2 separate regions of the Gossypium hirsutum genome follow, and region 1 is linked to region 2. Evidence: chromatin contacts called from public Hi-C data. All regions are on one chromosome and are shown on one strand. The core of a region is the stretch at or near the end of the contact, and the rest is flanking DNA. Distances in the headings are between cores, read along the strand shown. Region 1 has its middle 100 kb from the start of LOC107948535. Region 2 holds the start of LOC107922024 (protein NAP1).

Evidence for each region. Hi-C and Micro-C count contacts between places; a contact is called where the count stands out from the background.
Region 1: a Hi-C map of hypocotyl shows a contact between it and region 2, with 2.2 times the contacts expected there. The contact joins the enhancer-like site here to the promoter of LOC107922024 in region 2. A contact is called at or near these places in 3 of 34 Hi-C or Micro-C datasets (callus, hypocotyl and petal).

The regions. Positions count from the first base shown.
Region 1 is chrD01:39,874,803-39,877,873 of Gossypium_hirsutum_v2.1, reverse strand. No RefSeq gene overlaps it. Among protein-coding and RNA genes, the nearest start is that of LOC107948535, 100 kb to the left of the region's middle. Within about 2 kb of position 1,658, at least 3 of the 9 cell types and tissues checked have an H3K27ac peak or open chromatin away from gene starts, as enhancers often do.
Region 2 is chrD01:39,676,672-39,679,817 of Gossypium_hirsutum_v2.1, reverse strand. LOC107922024 (protein NAP1) reads left to right here and starts at 1,604. Exons shown (of 24, transcript XM_016851848.2): 1 at 1,604-1,794; 2 at 2,153-2,594; 3 at 2,685-2,759; 4 at 3,073-3,146. The coding sequence starts at 2,178.

The DNA of each region.
Region 1 (3,071 bases), core at 409-2,908, 200 kb before region 2:
TCAAGTCAGATAGTTGGCCTAATGGGTAATTGACCTTGAAAATTTGATTTGAGATCGTAAATTGGGCCTGGGAGCCCAAACTAAGACCAAGACCCAAAAACTAGTCGAACCTTCCAGTATGTGAAACCGGGCCGACGGTCCAACCGGTGGCTAGACTAGACAGGTCGGGTCGTCATTGACTCGGATCAAACTAGCTCGGGGTACCGTAAGGGTGTCACACCTGCATTACCAAACATGGCGATGCCGGGGGCTACGACGGCGGCCTCTCGATGGCCGACGACGAATGGCAATCGGTGGTTAAGAAGTAGAAGAGTTACACTCCTACTTGGACTCTACTAGAGAATTTGATTTCAGATTAATTATTCCAAAAATAATATTATTTTAATAGAGTCAAATGTATAAGTTAGTTTTATGAGCTTGCAACGTAGTATGTTCTATAAAGGCTAACACAAGGTTTTAATCCATGGAGGACTATTATAAAGAGATGGAGATAGTCATGATTTGATTCAATATTGTGGAAGACCTTGAGGCCACCAAGGCGATGTTCCTTAGTGGACTTAAGTAAGACATAGCCAACTAAGTGGAAGTTGAACATTATGTGGAATTGGGACATGGTACACATGAATACGAAGGTGAAGAAACATTTGAGGTATTGACAGGCTGCAAAAAATCCCAATTATATATATATATATACACATCTATTAATATATTGTTATATAATAGTATTACAACTTTGACCTAAATTCAGTTAAACTTGTTAATAATGCTCATAATGTTAATATAAAAAACTCTTTATGAAGTTGATATAATTATATAAATTTTATTAATTATAAATAATATATATGATAGATTATAGTATGCACAATCTAGTCTTGCATAATATACTAATACACGTTATAGAATCAATAGTTATGTGTAATTTAGTGTATTGTAATAAAAAAATATATAATTGATTATATATAAAAATTTTATTAATATTTTAATATACAACACCTCGAAAATTTTGAAATTGAATTTCATATTGAAACGAGATTAGTTCAATAAAAAATTTGAATATAATAAATTACTTCAAAATTTTCAGATGAAATGATAAAATTTATATTTTTAATATTTTTTACGGGTCATAAATTTATTTGACGAGACTAAACTAAACTAAACTAAAATTTGATTTTGTTTTAAGGATTAAATTGAACTTTCAACAATTAGTGGGGGATTAATCTTGGAATTAAATCCATTTTTTTTCAATTTCAATATGTCAGTGCAGTGTGTTGTGCATTATTATTATTTAGTTTAATTATATTAGGAATTTTATTTTATTGGGATAATTTGGTTTTATTTTAATAATTAGAAGTAGATTAGAATAGGAGTCCTTAACCACAAATTTTCTCCTTTATCTTCCCTTGGCAGTCCAGTTTCTTGCCAATTTTGCCGAATGCCTGCTGCCAAATTACTCTTTCGTTTTTGCACCAACTGCTCCAAATTATAGAGTTTCAATTGGCTGATTCAAGCTTCAAGTTTATCTAGGTTTGTTGCTGATTGTTTATGCTCCAATAGCTTCAACTGCCAGGTTCTAGTTTTGTTTCTTCTTATTTCGGCCCCTGCTTTGATTTATTATGCTGATCAACTGCCATTCAATCTAGGCCGCTATTTTGCTGCTGAACTAGGTACTGCCTCACTTCTAAATCAAGCTGCTATTGGCCACCATTTGATGTTCCAAAATTGCTGCACTTTGTTGTCAAATCAGCCTCCAATTGCCAATTGAACATGTTCAAAAATCTGCTGCTATTTGGCTTAAATCTCCCCACCAATCGGTCTTAATTTAGTGGCGCTTTACTGTCCTATTGTTAACCGATTATTTCTGCTTCATTACCATTCAAATTGTTGTGAAGTGTCATTCCATATGTTGCAATTTGCTCCACAGTTTGCTTTAGAAATCTACAACTATTTGCTGTCACCGCTTGCTTCCAATTATTGGTAGTTAGATTTTGGATTGGCCTTTCTATCTTATTTATTTCAATTGAGGATTGTAGTTGCTTTTATTTGTTGTTATAATCTCGTTCCATGTTGCCCTTGAGATTGATTTGGTTTCGTGTTACAACCAATTGCTCCCCACTTGGTTTAGGATTAGTTTGAGATTAATTTTGGAATACTATAAAATTTGTTTAGTTTAAGATCGATAAAACTTGTAGATTAGATTACTTTTAGTCGATATATTTTGGTTAATATTAATTACATTAGATTCAAGTTAATTTAGACTTAAGTTATAAATAGTGTATATTAATTAGAAGTTATATCGATAGTTGAATCTTAATTAATTCAAGTATAAATGAATAAAATGCATTGAATTAATTTAGGATCATTCGCGTTTAATTTTTGTTGGATTAAAAGTTGTAATAAGACTAACATTTGTTTAAGATTAAAATTAAACTAATTTTCATGATAACTTAGATTTTGTTTTAATAAATCCGTATATTTTTTTCCTTAAAAAGTAGGCGAAGTGTCGGAAATGAATATTGTCGAGGATTGAACGTTTCTAAGTAACGATACTTAAAAAATTCGATTTGTGATCTCTAATTTCAACTGTCTTATATTAATGTTAATTTAAATGTGTGGTTTATCAGTCAAATATATTGTAACCTTTTGGACATAGTAGGCATGCCATAGAGTATATGGGTCCACTATTGTTTACTGTATGGTGCAAATTATCTTGTGCATCCATGAGTATGTTATTGTTGTGCTTTGTGTTATTTGGTGTGATGGTTGGTCATTGATTAAGTCGATTATAACACATATCAGAGTATTGCCAGTATTATAAGAAGTGTTCTTGTGCATTCTTCATTGATTGTTTGGTGTTCGATTGAGTACTTATGTGTCTGAATGTATTTCCTACATGTATTACTTGGGGTGAATTACCCAAAAACGCTGATTTTTAATCATAATTATCGGATTAGGCTGATTTTTGCGAAATTTATTGGATTAGGCCGATTTTGGAGAGAGAAAGGAAAAATGTGTCTAGCTGAATGCGTTTTCAATGGAGATGACAGGAAAATGCTTTCAATTGGATGCATTTT
Region 2 (3,146 bases), core at 355-2,854:
TTTTGGCCTATTTTGTCTTTTTAATACTTTTTAATTACCAAAATGCCCCTAACTTAAAATTTTCCTATTTCACTTATCTCATGTCCATTTTTGTCCACAATTTAAACAATGGTCTAATTACCATTTAAGGATCTCCAATTTAAAATTTCATAACAATTGGACACTTCTAACATGTAGAACTCAACTTTTGCACTTTTTACAATTTAGTTCTTTTGGCTAAATTGAGTGCCCAAACGTTGAAATTTTCGAACGAAATTTTCACGAAATTTTTCATTGAAATTGTAGACCATAAAAATATAATAATAATTATATTTTCTCTCGTCGAATTTGTGGTCCCGAAACCACTGTTCCGACTAGGCCTAAAATCGGGCTGTTACATTTGTGATATGCTATGACTTATATCTAATTGAGATATAATGATTAGATATTTATGTTTGAAATGTTAAATGACATGTATTTTTTTGTTATCATTTTCTAATTTTTTTTAAATTTGTTTTCATTTTATATTTTTTAAAAATTTAAAAACACATTTGGTAAAATAAAAATTCATTTTCAATAATAAAAATTTTGAAATTTGATACACTATTTTCTTATAATAGAAACATGATAAAGAAAATTAAAAGTTACAAGGTTTATATGGATTCGAACTAGGATAAGATATTTTGATATTTAAAAATTGTTGAGAAAATAAGAATTAATTAAATTTAAAGTTAAAAAAATTGTTTTCATTTTTTTAATTTTACAAAAATATTATTAATTTTTTATTGCTTTCTAATTTTTTGATATTTTAATTTTTTTTAAATATTTTCGAAAATTTTAATCAATGCCTTTTCATTAATATCTTTTATTATCTAAAAAAGTAAAATGAAACTAAACTCAACCTAAAATCTTAAAAATAAAAGATAAATAGTCTAAGCAAAGATCGATCCCTAGGGGGCTTTGGCATTCCCAAAATTTTGAAAAAGGTTTAATTTCTTCTTTGATTTTTTTATAAAATTTTAATTAGATGTCTCGAAAAATTTTAGAAATTTTCATTTCTCTTGCAATAAAAAAAATTAATTATACCCCTCAAATTTTTGAAAATTCTAGTTACATCTTTTAATTTTTATTTTGAGTTTTTAATAAATTTTATTAAAAATTTTAAAAATTTTCATTAATCTCATAAAATTTGATTTAAACCCTAATTTTTTTTAAATCTTCATTAAACTCTTAAAATTTTTAAATATTTTACTAAGCTCCCAAAATTTAATCCCAAATCCATCATTTGCATCTAAATTCTAAATTAAAAAAATACACTTAAAACGTATTTTCTCCATGTACGGAATGGATAATTAGGATAAAATGGCGATGGACAAGTACAGAATATGAATACGATAAAAGCAGTTAATTTTATTACATTAATTTAGTTTAGTACTGAAGATATGTATCCGGGCAAGGGCAAACAGAAGACCGCCACGTCACCAATAACGGAAAATTTCGTCCTTCCAACTATTCCCATGTACGCGCTATTTTCACATTATTATTAAATAAATAAAAACAGCAGAAGAAAAAAAATTGAAAAATTGTGAAATTATCCAGATAATAATTTTTATTTTATTTATAAATAAACCCTCACTTGGTTTGGCCTTGACGATTCCGCTTTATTTTCTTTCAGATCTGGAGTTGATGCTCTAAACGACGAAGAAAGACAACCGAACTTTTTTTTTTTTTTTGGCATTCTCAACGACAAATACTAGTTTCTTGTTTTTCTGTCTCTGTCTGCTTCTTCACAAAATGTGGTGAAGCTGAGCACCGGTAAAATCCTTTCAACTTCCTCACCTTTTTTTAATGTTTTAAGTGTCTAATTTTGGAATATCGAAATATTTTTTCTTTTCTTTTTTGGCTTTTGATTGTTGGATATTTTACTTAATTTTTTTTAACACTGGAATGCTCCACGAAGCTAACATTATTTTGTTGTTATTTTGAATATTTGCAAGTACTACTAGTTCGTTTTTCTTTTCCGAGTTATTGACTGAATTAATTCATTGGATTCTTCGTCTTGGAATTGACTGAACTGAAAAAAAAAGGGGGAAAAAGTAAGAGAAAAGAAACTTTTTACAATGCAGTTTGTGGGACTATATAATTATGGTCCTAATCGAACTTCCATTTGCAGAAACTTTAAGTGAATTGGTTCATCCATGGCGAAATCGCGGCAACACTATTCTTCTCAAGATTCATCCGTATCTCCTAGGGCTGGGAGATCGAGGGAATGGGAGGGTCCATCAAGGTGGACTGAGTATTTGGGTCTTGACACGACTTCTCCTTTCTCATCTAGAAGCTCTAGGTACATGAATTCTGATGGTCAGGTCCAGAGTTTGGGCGTGGGATCGCACAAGGGCTTGAACATGCAGTGGGTAGCGCAACTGGTTGAAGTTGCAGATGGCCTTATGGCCAAAATGTATAGATTGAACCAAATCCTGGACTACCCAGAACCTATAGGCCATGCATTTTCGGAAGCATTTTGGAAAGCGAGTGTTTTTCCTAACCATCCAAGGATTTGTATATTTCTCTCAAAAAAGTTCCCTGAGCACTTCAGCAAACTGCAACTTGAGCGTGTGAGATCTGAATTTTTTCATGTTGCTGTAGGCCTTCTTCTACTCGTGAGTATCTGATTGTTCTATTGTCTTTGATAAAAATCGGTGCAGGTTGATAAGGCTGCTCTGGATTCTTTGAGTGGTAATGCAGAAGTTCATTTGCAGAGTTTGGAACCATGGGTTCAGGTGAGGTTAATTGCCCTGCAAAAGTATAAATTATCAAAAGGGGATTTAAGGCCTATCAAAATTTCATTTGCTTCCTAGTTTAAGGCTTTAAATTCTAGGATTTAGTGTCTTTGATGTGTGCTGTACGCATCACAGCATGATTTAAGTTACATAATTCCTTGCAGGCATCTTAGCAGCTATATAGGTTGGATAACATTCTATTTCTTGGTTTTCAAATATACTTTTAGATTTCTTTCTTATGTGTATTTAGTTTATGAAAATTGTCCTTTTTCTTTATCTTTTTAATAGTGATTGATTGTTTTCCATGGATTAGCTACTTCTTGATTTGATGGCATTTCGAGAACAAGCTTTGAGACTCATATTGGACCTTAGCAGTACCGTTATCAC